4 separate regions of the Sus scrofa genome follow, and all the other regions are linked to region 1. Evidence: chromatin contacts called from public HiChIP or PLAC-seq data. All regions are on one chromosome and are shown on one strand. Each heading gives the region's core, a stretch centred on a gene start, on an enhancer-like site or on the middle of the called end of the contact. The rest is flanking DNA. Distances are from core to core; before and after follow the strand shown.

The links. HiChIP or PLAC-seq counts read pairs in DNA pulled down with a chosen protein or histone mark.
Region 2: an H3K27ac HiChIP or PLAC-seq map of alveolar macrophages shows a contact between it and region 1. The contact joins the promoter of CTSC here to the enhancer-like site in region 1. A contact is called at or near these places in 4 of 47 Hi-C or Micro-C datasets (adipocytes, alveolar macrophages, embryonic fibroblasts and 1 more) and 1 of 2 datasets of contacts at active chromatin or transcription factors (alveolar macrophages).
Region 3: a contact with region 1 is called in an H3K27ac HiChIP or PLAC-seq map of alveolar macrophages. The contact joins two enhancer-like sites. A contact is called at or near these places in 3 of 47 Hi-C or Micro-C datasets (adipocytes, fibroblasts and heart right ventricle) and 2 of 2 datasets of contacts at active chromatin or transcription factors (alveolar macrophages and skeletal muscle).
Region 4: an H3K27ac HiChIP or PLAC-seq map of alveolar macrophages shows a contact between it and region 1. The contact joins two enhancer-like sites. A contact is called at or near these places in 1 of 47 Hi-C or Micro-C datasets (embryonic fibroblasts) and 1 of 2 datasets of contacts at active chromatin or transcription factors (alveolar macrophages).

The regions. Positions count from the first base shown.
Region 1 is chr9:21,948,305-21,950,914 of Sscrofa11.1, reverse strand. The region is part of intron 8 of GRM5 (metabotropic glutamate receptor 5); the gene reads left to right. The region is part of intron 3 of LOC106504843 (a long non-coding RNA gene); the gene reads right to left. Among named protein-coding and RNA genes, the nearest start is that of CTSC, 190 kb to the right of the region's middle. Within about 2 kb of position 1,329, at least 7 of the 83 cell types and tissues checked have an H3K27ac peak or open chromatin away from gene starts, as enhancers often do. A contact at or near this core is called in alveolar macrophages, where this site is marked.
Region 2 is chr9:21,760,513-21,763,122 of Sscrofa11.1, reverse strand. It overlaps CTSC (dipeptidyl peptidase 1), which reads left to right and starts at 1,327. Exons shown (of 7, transcript XM_003129741.3): 1 at 1,327-1,892. The coding sequence starts at 1,721. It overlaps LOC102160855 (a long non-coding RNA gene), which reads right to left and starts at 1,235. Exons shown (of 10, transcript XR_002346978.1): 1 at 589-1,235.
Region 3 is chr9:21,777,990-21,780,599 of Sscrofa11.1, reverse strand. All of the region lies in intron 2 of LOC102160855 (a long non-coding RNA gene), which reads right to left. Among named protein-coding and RNA genes, the nearest start is that of CTSC, 17 kb to the right of the region's middle. Within about 2 kb of position 1,324, at least 19 of the 83 cell types and tissues checked have an H3K27ac peak or open chromatin away from gene starts, as enhancers often do. A contact at or near this core is called in alveolar macrophages, where this site is marked.
Region 4 is chr9:21,819,531-21,822,140 of Sscrofa11.1, reverse strand. All of the region lies in intron 4 of LOC102160855 (a long non-coding RNA gene), which reads right to left. Among named protein-coding and RNA genes, the nearest start is that of CTSC, 59 kb to the right of the region's middle. Within about 2 kb of position 1,295, at least 18 of the 83 cell types and tissues checked have an H3K27ac peak or open chromatin away from gene starts, as enhancers often do. A contact at or near this core is called in alveolar macrophages, where this site is marked.

The DNA of each region.
Region 1 (2,610 bases), core at 80-2,579:
ATTAGGTGAGGTACAGATTTTGTATTTTCTCCTGAATGTGATGGGAAGCTTTGGCAGGTTTGAGCAGTTACACGATGAGGTTAATATGTTAAAGAAATCCCTCTGGTTTCCATAGATACAATAGAAAGTAGAGTGGAAAGAAGGAAGAAATCAGCTAGAAATCCATTCTGACAGACTAGGTGAGAGACTATGATGGTTTCAAGTACAAAGTATAATGATAGGATTTTCATCATTGTTATGTTGTATGTGAAGGAAAGAAAAAAAAAAACTTAAAAGATGAGTCTTAGATTTTCAACCTGCATAAATGGGAGGATTGGGACCTGTGTGATTCAGACTTGGGGAGGAGAGGTTCGAAGTTCTGGAGATGTTAATATGATGCCTGTCAATTGAGCTCAGAGAAGAAATCCAGGATGGACATTAAAACAGAAGGGTTGGGAGAGCCATTCACATTTTGATAATAACACGGCTAAATGAGCAAAAATTGGGGACCAAGGATGGGGAGGTAAAGGGGAGAGAGCCTGATGAAAAAATAAGCTTGGTTTAGGAATTGTTAAATTTGAATTCTAGGAGACACCTAAGGGAACATATCTAAGAAACTGATGGAGAAAAACTGGTCTGAAGATCAAAAGGGTTTAGAGTTTGAGGTACACTTTGGGAGAAGAAAGGGAAGCTCTCTTGGACTAGATAAGGGAAAGTCTGATGAACAGACAAAGAATTCCTGAATATTAGTATTAAGTACATCCCCAGACACAAGGGATAACACAACAGCAAGAAGAATGATCCACATGTGAATGAGTGAGCAATAGAGAAGTCAAACTGGATAGAGTTAAGAGTCATCACCATTGGATGTGGTAACTAGAGGTGGGTTTGGGCTTGAACAAAAACCCACTGAGGTCCCAGCTTTTTGAGGAAGTTCTTTGTATCCCAGAGGCCCAAGCAAAGATGGAAATCATTGTTCATTCATCAGGTAGAACACTCTCACTAACTGGATCCTGATCCACAGAACAAACTTTGACACAGTATACAAATTGCCAAAGTGCAGGCGGGATACCCACAACTGAGAATCCTGTTGGTACTGAGAGTACTGAGACCCATGGCAGCCTCCTCCAAACCTCCGTTTGTGATGGGTCTCAGTTCCTGGCAGCCTCCTAAACCCATTATGCTGTCTAGCCACATGTTCATAAACCGCGAACTGCAGGAGCAGCCAAAGGAGCTTCGGAGCTTGTCAGTCCTGCCTTGAGCACAGCCATCCCAACCAAGGACTGTGCTGACAAGTGCAGATTCCTGAGACGTGTGTGATGAACAAGGCCCCCTAGAGGGCAGCAGAGCCCCGCAGGAGGGGGCAGAAATGCCAAAAGGGGTGAGTGGGCAGCTTCACTAACGGAGACACAAGGGGGCAATACACACCTTTATGGAGAATGGAATCAAAATAAAACCTAGTGAATTAAAGAAAGTAGGTAATACAAGAGGTAGAAAGATCTAAGCTGTACGCCAGACAACAAAGACAAGTTAGCCAGAAAGAGAAGAGTTGAGAAGACATTAGTTACAGGAAAGCAAGGTTCTCTCTTTGGTGATGTTTATGAACCAAACAATAATAATTAATAGGTACTATTTGCTCAGAACCTACTATACATCATGTTGTCTGCTATGCACCAGATGATATTTTAGGCACTGGAGATATTAAGATGAACACAATACCGTCCTTCCCCTAAATAACTCCTTTCTTCTTAGTAGAGTCAGAGATGTAAGCAAATAATGTCAGCAGAGCGTCGTAGGAGGCTTAAGTCTTTGTAGGGGGAACTGCAGGGGCACAGCAAGGGAAATAATTACATGCGAGGAGAAGGGAAAGGCCTCGAAGAAGGATGACGTGTTTGTATGGATCCTGGTTGTGGTGTTTTTTTCTCTGCCCTCAGATTTCTGTAAGTCTTCCCTGAAATAATCCGTCTTTTTTTTTTTTTTTTTTTCCTCTCATTCATTTATTCTTTTATGTAGCACATTTCTTCACTGGGCCCTACCAGGCTCCAGTCACCTTTGTGGGCACGGAGATACAGAAGGTGTCTCTGACCTGGTATTGATCTGAGAGGCACTAAGCTTGGTTCTCCCCCTTCTCTCATCTTTGCACCCTGGCCCTTCTCTAGGGGTGATGGGGAAAGTCAAGCCCTTCTGTTCTAATAGGTCCTGGCTGAGGAGGAAAGGTAACAGAAAAGGAACATGATGTCTTTCTGCTTAACTATTATCGCTTGGGCATTCAACAAACATCGACTGTCTACAACGGGCCAGGCTTCTGCCCCTCGGGCCAGATGAAGTTCACGTTCTATGACAGCATTTTCCATTTCCGTTCTAGGCCCTTTCCATCCTAGCCACCCAAATGATGCTGTGGTTATCTTCACCAGGAATGTAGGCCTCTCTTCTTTATGGCATCTACCTCTATCATCCCCATTAGAGTTGAAGATCCTTGAGCTCACAGGCTGCGAAATGTATTTTCCTAATGCACCTATAGAACCAAGCACTACGCTGCATCTCTAGAAGACGTATAATATGTGTCTGAGTATATTATCCTTGTATTATTTATAATTAGATTGAATTCCAACATGAACATGCATCAGCTAT
Region 2 (2,610 bases), core at 78-2,577, 190 kb after region 1:
TGCTGTGGCTGTGGTGTGGGCCGGCAGCTTTAGCTCTGATTCAACCTCTAGCCTGCGAACCTCCGTATGCTGAGGGTGCAGCCCTAAAAAACAAAATTTTACTGTTTTTTAACAACAAATGACACACTTTCTCAGAGATTAGGAAAGCAATGTAACGCTGTCAGTGTATCTCTAAACAGTAAGTGTCTTAGCTTAATTATATGCTGTCAGCTTATCATTTTAAGTAAACAGAAATAAAACCTAGAGATAGAGAGTTGGCCCCACCCTTGCCTTTGCAGTTTGTGAGGACATTAGAGAGCATTTCCACTGCTAAGCTTTCAAGGGCAACTTCTTTTGCCAAATCAAAATTAGCTTTCAGGCCTAGGGACCAAGATAAGGTTATGAAGTGCATTTATTTTTAACACCCCAGCACGCTTGGTGTTTTCAAGCCAGGATCAAGGGAGATCAAGGTGCATGAGGTGGACTTGCTCCCTTTGAATGCTTACAAAATACTGGCCATACAAGGATTTATTTCTAACCAGTGTGATGAGGGCAAAAGGCACGTGCCCTAAAGGGCAGGGACACAGGAAAGTCTGTTTTGTTCCTCACCTGTCCTTGATGCTGCACAGGGCCTGACGCCTAAAAGATTCTGAAAGGAGCCCAACTTCCAACAAGAGCCAGGAAAGTCAGAGAAGCTCTTACAGAAAGGGTGATACTTACACTGAACAAGGAGGCACCTGGAAATAGGGGTACCTATTAATTACTGGCGATCAGACTGGTCACCCTAGAATCTGCTCCTAAGACCAGCTTTCTCCCACCCGCTGGTTCCCTTCCTCCCCCCAAGTTACTTCCCCCCGCTGGGCCTCCAGCTTTTCAGCTGTAAAACAAGAGCTTTAAGTGCACTTGTGGGTTTGTGCGTGCGCGTGCGCACAACTAAGTTCTAGAACTTTAGCAGGGGAAAAAAACACAAAACACTTAATCGCACAAACTGCAAATGAGCACTACGTGTCGAATCTTCCCGTGGCTAACTGGCAAATAACATTAACAGGAAACCGACAAAACCCAGGAAAAAAAAAAAGGTAGTGAAAGTTTTGGGAAACGGAAGGAAGAGCAGTTCTAAAACAACTGGGGTGGCTGGGGGTCGCGCGGAAAATTGTTCCGAGGGAAGAAAAGTTAACCGAGTTGGTGAGGACTAAGTAACGAAGACAAAGAAGTAAAAGCAAACTTAACCAGCTCGCTCACCCTCTGGGCTTTTTGCTCACTTTCGGTCCCCTACCCCCACCCCCTCCCCCTCCCAGCTCTCGGTGTCCGTCTCTCTCTGACCTTTAGTCCCCGCCACCCCACCTCTGTCTCTTTCTCCCTCCCTCTCTCTCTCCTCTCTCGGGTCTCCCTCTCCGTTACTTTGCAAGGAGCGCAGTCCGGGGCGCGCGCGGACCAGCAGTGGCTCCTCAGTCCTCTCTGGAGACATCCCTTGCCAAGAGAACCTGACCCTGGGGTCCCAGGCCGTCTGTCGGGCCGCGGCCAGGTGAGGGGCTCGCGCCACCAAGCCCTTACCTGAGGGGCGGGGCCACGCCTGGGTGCCCAGCCCCCGCCACCCCGAGACTCCGCCCACGCTGGGTCACTGGTTTCCGGCCCCTCGGACTATTTTAAGGAGCGCGCGCGACCGTAGTGGCCTCAGCCCCCAGCCTGCCACGCTCCGGCTCCCGCTCCCTCCCCCACCTCTCCTGTGCTCCCGGCCGGCATGGGTCCCCGGCTGGGCTCGCTGCTCTCTGCCCTCCTGCTGCTTCTTTACGTCGCGGGCACCGCGCACTGTGACACTCCTGCCAACTGCACCTATCCTGACCTGCTGGGCACCTGGATCTTCCACGTGGGCCCTGGTGGTTCCCAGCGCGACGTCAACTGCTCGGTTATGGGTAAGCCGCCGGCGCCCTCGGACCCGCTCTCTTCTCGCGCCTGCCCGGGGCTCCTTCCGTTCGGTCCTTGAGCCCTTCTCCGCGCAGCGCCCCCTCCGAGCTCCCAACTAGCTGGAGGCCAGGGACGTCCTGGCTGGACTTGGGACCCCCCTCCGGGTGCCCTTTCCTGCTCCAGGGCAACGATGTCAAAGTGGAACTGCTGAGAATTTCTAACTTCACTTAGTCCTAGTTATCCCCGGCGCCTCAGCACTTTTTACAAGTACTTTTTCCCACTTAATTTGTGTTTTGGTTTGGTGAGGAGGAGAGTTAAGACCGTGCCATTTTATGTTTCCGTCCAATCTGCAGTTTTTTATTGTGCCAGTGAGAAATGAGCTCAAAGACTCCAGAGAATATAGCAATTAAAGTTTTCTTCTTTTAAGTTGTGGGAAAGTGCCCTTATGCCTGGCGATTTTGATTTGAACACGTGTTGTTGCTTCTAGTCTGAGAAAACTTCTGGTACCACTCCACAGTTGCATAGATTGCAGGGAGGTAGTGTATTAGTATATAAAAGTTTTTTTTTTAATAACTCTTTAGCCAGTAATTGTATTTTGAAATGCTCAGAGCCAAGTACAATGCCTAGCTCATGGAAGGCTCTCAAGAAATATCGAGTGTTTGAACACCCTGGGACATTCCAAATGCCTTCAGATGACACGACTATCCCAAAGACAAAGAATTTAGT
Region 3 (2,610 bases), core at 75-2,574, 170 kb after region 1:
TCCCAGACTAGGGGTCAAATTGGAGCTGCAGATGCCGGCCTACACCACAGCCACAGCAACACCAAATCCGAGCTGCCTCTGAGACCTACCCCACAGCTTTCAGCAATGCTGGATCCTTAACTTGCAGCTAGGGATGGAACCCACATCCTCATGGATACTATGTTGGGTTCTTAACCCGCTGAGCCGCAACGGCAACCCCGAGGAGTGCATCTTTTAAAAATTAGTGCAAAATATCTGAATTAGCAGGTACTCCCCTGTTTGTGCCGAAACTCAAATAACCAAATTTCAAATGACTGGAATTTTGGCAAGTCTTTATGCAAGTAATTATCACTCCTAAACAAAATTCAGAGACTTTCACAATTACAAAATACTCTTTCCTGATTATTCAAAGCCATATTTGACTAACACAGAACAACTGAGTCAAGGCAGACCCAGTGAGGCAGAGTGACTTGCCTACGATCATCAGCTAGATAGTAAAGTTTGTCTTGAAATTGAGTTTTCTTGGTATTCAGAATACCAAAAGCTGTTTTTCAAGGACAGTATGCAGTAGTCCTTTCCACTTTTTCAAATTTAAAATAACCATTGTATATAATTTTTATTTATCTATTTATTTTTGTGACATGGCCACACCCATATAATGTGGAAGTTCCCAGGCCAGGGATCGAACCTGTGCCACGGCAGTGATTCAAGCCACAGCCCTGACAACACTGGATCTTAACCTGCTGAGTCACCAGGGAACTCCTGCTTTTAAATAATTTTTAATGCCACTGACAACCTCCATTTTACCTCTTTCTTCTTAGAACTATCTTTAGAGTTCGTTGCTAAACATACATTTTGACTAAACATTTCTATAAATTGCCTTACATAAATTTGTATCGTATTAATCAAAACAGGACCTGTCAACTAAAAAAAAAAAGCACAACATAAAAGCTAAGAGTTAAGTTTTCTTGGGGGCAAAATGAGGACTATAGCCTAGGAGGCAGCATTTCAAATAGCTCTGAAATATCGCTCCAAAGATGTAGGTGGAAATATTGGTATATATGTGGTTTTGGTGAAGGGGGGAGGTACATGACACCAAGCACTCATTTTACAGGTCACTGCTGGTCTCCGAGTGAATGTTACTGCTAATCACGAGGAGCAGACGTCACCATGAAGGATGTCAGTACTTTGCTAGATATGAGGAGATGCAAGAATTGGGTTTATAAAATCTCATCCTGAAAATATCTATCTGGAGACCTGTTCTGCCGGTTTTCCCAGAGCACAGAGTGACTCACCCCTGATCTCCGCCCTGAGCTCCTTTCAGGGGTGTAGAGGGACAGCAGCTGCAGCAGCTCATGAGTCAATCTGTGCAGAGGCAGATGGCAAGTGCCAATCTCCAGTTCACAGACCTGTTAATATGTGCATATGAAAAAGAGCTGTGTGCGGATGTGAGACATATTACCTACTTACATATATTTGGATGCATTATGTTCAAATGCAGACACCCCTTGAAATAAAATCATATGATCTGTATTTGGAAATCCTGGACATACAGATATTCATTTTTTTGGTTGTTTGTTTTGTTTTGTTTTTTTAAAAGAATTTCGTTAAAGGCCAGGAGGGCAGATTCTTGGAAGATATATGAGGAAGGCAGCTGGTGTTTATTTTGCTCCATTTCCCCTTTCCTCCTGTCTTGCTCTGGGGAAACCTCCCACATTTGAAGGCTCTCTTGCTAGGCTGTTTTCTCTGAGCTTTACCCAAATCTGAATCCTTTTTCCCCCTTTTTCTAGTATCACTAAGAGGCTATGTAGGAAAAATAATTTTAGCCTGTGGTGAAATTAGAAGTGATTTTCATACTTTGTTAATGGAGTGATCATGATTTAGGCAGGTTTTGTTGTAGTTCTCAGAAGTGTTTTCATATCAACCAGGGGTGATTCAACTCAGTAACTCTGTATAGCAAGGTTATAGCCCCTCCTCCACCCCAGGCCCACCTCTAGGGGTATGCTTGGGGGGACACAGACAAATAAATGAGTTAAATGATCCCTCGGTGGAAGCAGCTACATTATAAAGCCGTTGTATAGAGGAAGGAACGATTAGAGTTGGTATTATTAGGAAGGGCTTGGAATGAATCATGCAGGTGAAATAAAAGCGAAATTTCAGATACCACTGATGAGCTAGTAGGGAAATTGCTAGCAAGAAGCCAAACTTTGTTCTCTTGGCACATGGAAACTTCTTACAAACAAAATACCTCTTTGCCTGATGTTTTCCATCTGCTCAAAGATATACTCCTTAAGTCACTCAGCCTCTCTCTCTCGCCTCATACTTCCTTAATAGGTAATTCTGTATATTAGTTCTACTACCACCCAATTTAATAGTAACAAACCTCTACATTTCTACTGTAGATCTTACAGCTTAAAAACATTTTCCCATGTGATCCTACTAGCAGCTCTTTATGCTAAAAACTATCTTTGTTTTACAATAGGAATATCTAAACCTCAGAGAAATTCCCGAAAATAATAGTAAATGGATGCCGAAGTTCAGTCTTCTAATGCTAGTGTTCTTTCCACAACAAAACAATGAAACCATATTCTTATGACATCTCACAAATTAAGAAAATCATACGTGGGTCTG
Region 4 (2,610 bases), core at 46-2,545, 130 kb after region 1:
GGCTGCACATATGGCATATGTAAATTCCCAGGCTAGGGGTTGAATCAGACCTGCAGCTACTGGCCTCTGCTACAACCACAGCAACATGGGATCTAAGCTAAATCTGCAACATACACCACAGCTCACAGCAACAGAGGATCCTTAACCCACTGAGGGAGGCCAGGGATCAAACCCACATCCTTGTGGGTACTAGTCGGGTTTGTAACCTGCTGAGCCACAATGGGAACTCCTAGAGATTTCAAACTGAGACTTAGACTGTGCTGTTTTCAGGCATACAATGCAAACGGGGCAGATGGACAGAGAAAGAAAAATTTGAACATTTGGGGGTGGGGTATCTCTTTCTGGCTAAATGCTAACCAAACCACTAGCTGGTGTGATGTGTCCACTGCTTCACACATTTATGCCCACTTGCAGGCCCCCAGCCATTTCTAGGCTCTTTTATTCTCTGGATTGCCATCTGTAATTTGAATTTTCATGTCAGCATCAAGCTTTATGAGGAATCACTGAGCAACCGCTAAGATCTACAAGCAGCTATTGCACAGTTAACACAAATCTATAGACCAGGCTAGGTAGTGACACACCAATAAAACTAAAAATCAACCACCCTCTTTATAGGTGGTGTGGAAAGTCCAGTGAATCCCGCATTAAACCTCTGAGTAGCCACAATCACACGGTCAGCACTAAGCATCCTCAGAAAACAAAGGATTAAATGTAAAAATCATAACCAATTTTACTGTTTGTTTTTTTTAAGTGGCAGCCTTATCTGTATTTTAGGAAATTATAAAATGTGTTCTCTTGCCCTTGTCCTTTTCATGTCACCTCCATTCCTCCCTCCCCGCCTCCCTCAGCCATTGCTTCTGCTCCAATTGCCTTTTTGCTGTTTGTAAAGCTACGGCCACCCAAACCTATAAGGTGGTAGACGGCAGTGATTTTTATCTCACCCAGCTTGCTGCCTAAAATGCTGTTCAAATAGTAGGCAGCCACTCAATAACTGTGGATTAAATAATGAAGAAATTATAAAAAGGAATCAAATTATATGAGACTAAATATAAATATGAGACTTAAAACATAAGAATCCATTTAATCTGTTAGAAAAGTCTAGTCCTCCATAAAATGTTAGAATTGGAAAAGATCTTATACATCATTTGGTCCAATATCCTTATTTAGAAAATGAGGGTCATTTGCACAGAAAAGTCACATAGCCAGCCAGGGCAAAGCCAGGCACAGACCTCCCTCTGGGAGCCATGAAAATTTCTCCACCTCCTAAGTAGTCTTTTCTGATTAACTTCCCATTCTCAACACTTAGAGCTTTGGTATTGCCTTAGCCAGCCACTCAAAACCTTCTCATGATTTTCTGTCTGATAGGTTTTTTGTCAGTTACTGTGGTTTGTTTTTTTTTAATGAGTCAGACTCTTCTCACTAACTAACCGTACTGACCTTTTCTCAACCTTCCACTACTTCTCTTTTGTTTGAAATATTGTCTAAGTTGCCTAACTTTTCTCCTCTTTTTCAAGTTTAAAGGGGGAAAAACATGCCTAGGAGAAGGTGGTTTGGAAATTCTGTCCTCAAATATGATGTGACTTAAGGAGGGGAGGGGGGCAGTGAGGGTGTAGCCCAGACTGGTGAGGAAATCCAGAGCCAAAAAAATTCCAAGCCAGGCAGGAAAGGACATGACTGAGAGAGATCCAGTGAAGAGGTCCCTAGAGAACCTTTTTTGCAAAGGAATAAAATAAAAAGATGAAAAATCTCGCTGGGGGTATCTTTCCAAAGAAGTAAACAAGGTGAAAGTGAAACAAAGTCCATAGTTGGTAAATTCTTTCAAATATTCATTTATTCAACTGACATCTAGAAAGCCCTTCATTTGTACCCAATCTCATACTAGATGACTGGGCTACAGTGAAAAGAAACAAACCTCTCCTCGAGGAGCCCAGATTTAAGAGACAAAGGAATGTTAAAGGAAAGTTTCAGATGCATTGATTTTTTTGAGCAAAGGTCTAAGTTTATTTCAAACTTGCCACAAGGGTACTAACTTCAAAGAAAGCCTGGTCAAATCTTGCTTCCACAAACAGAATCTTTATAAAAACAAAACAAACAAAGCAAAACCACTGTCTTGATAAGACAGTTGGCCTAGGTGCAGAGAGGAACATCTGTTAAAGTTTATTGATCCAGCTCCAAGATTGTTACAAGTTTAAATTTGCAAAACTATGATGTATAGATCCATTTTGCAGGCTAAATTCTAATTTCACTGACCTGGAAGTTAATCAGATACACAACCAACTAGTAAAGAAAGATTGCTCAAGTATCTTATCTAAAAATAATTATATTTTTTTCTCAGATCTGTGACACTTCATGTCCTTTTTTATTCCTAAAATTAATCCTCAGAAAAAGGTGAGACAACATAAACTGAACGTTCTAATGTATACTATCTATCATGAATAAAGACAGCGACACAAATTTTTTGTGACTAATAAGAATTATTAGTAAAAATAAAAATAATAGTAGTAAATATTCAATGTCATCGCATTGAACTATGAAGAGACATGATCAGACCCTACTGAGAAAACTTCAGTGGTTTTCTATCCTTTACCACACTCTAAATGGAATATTCTG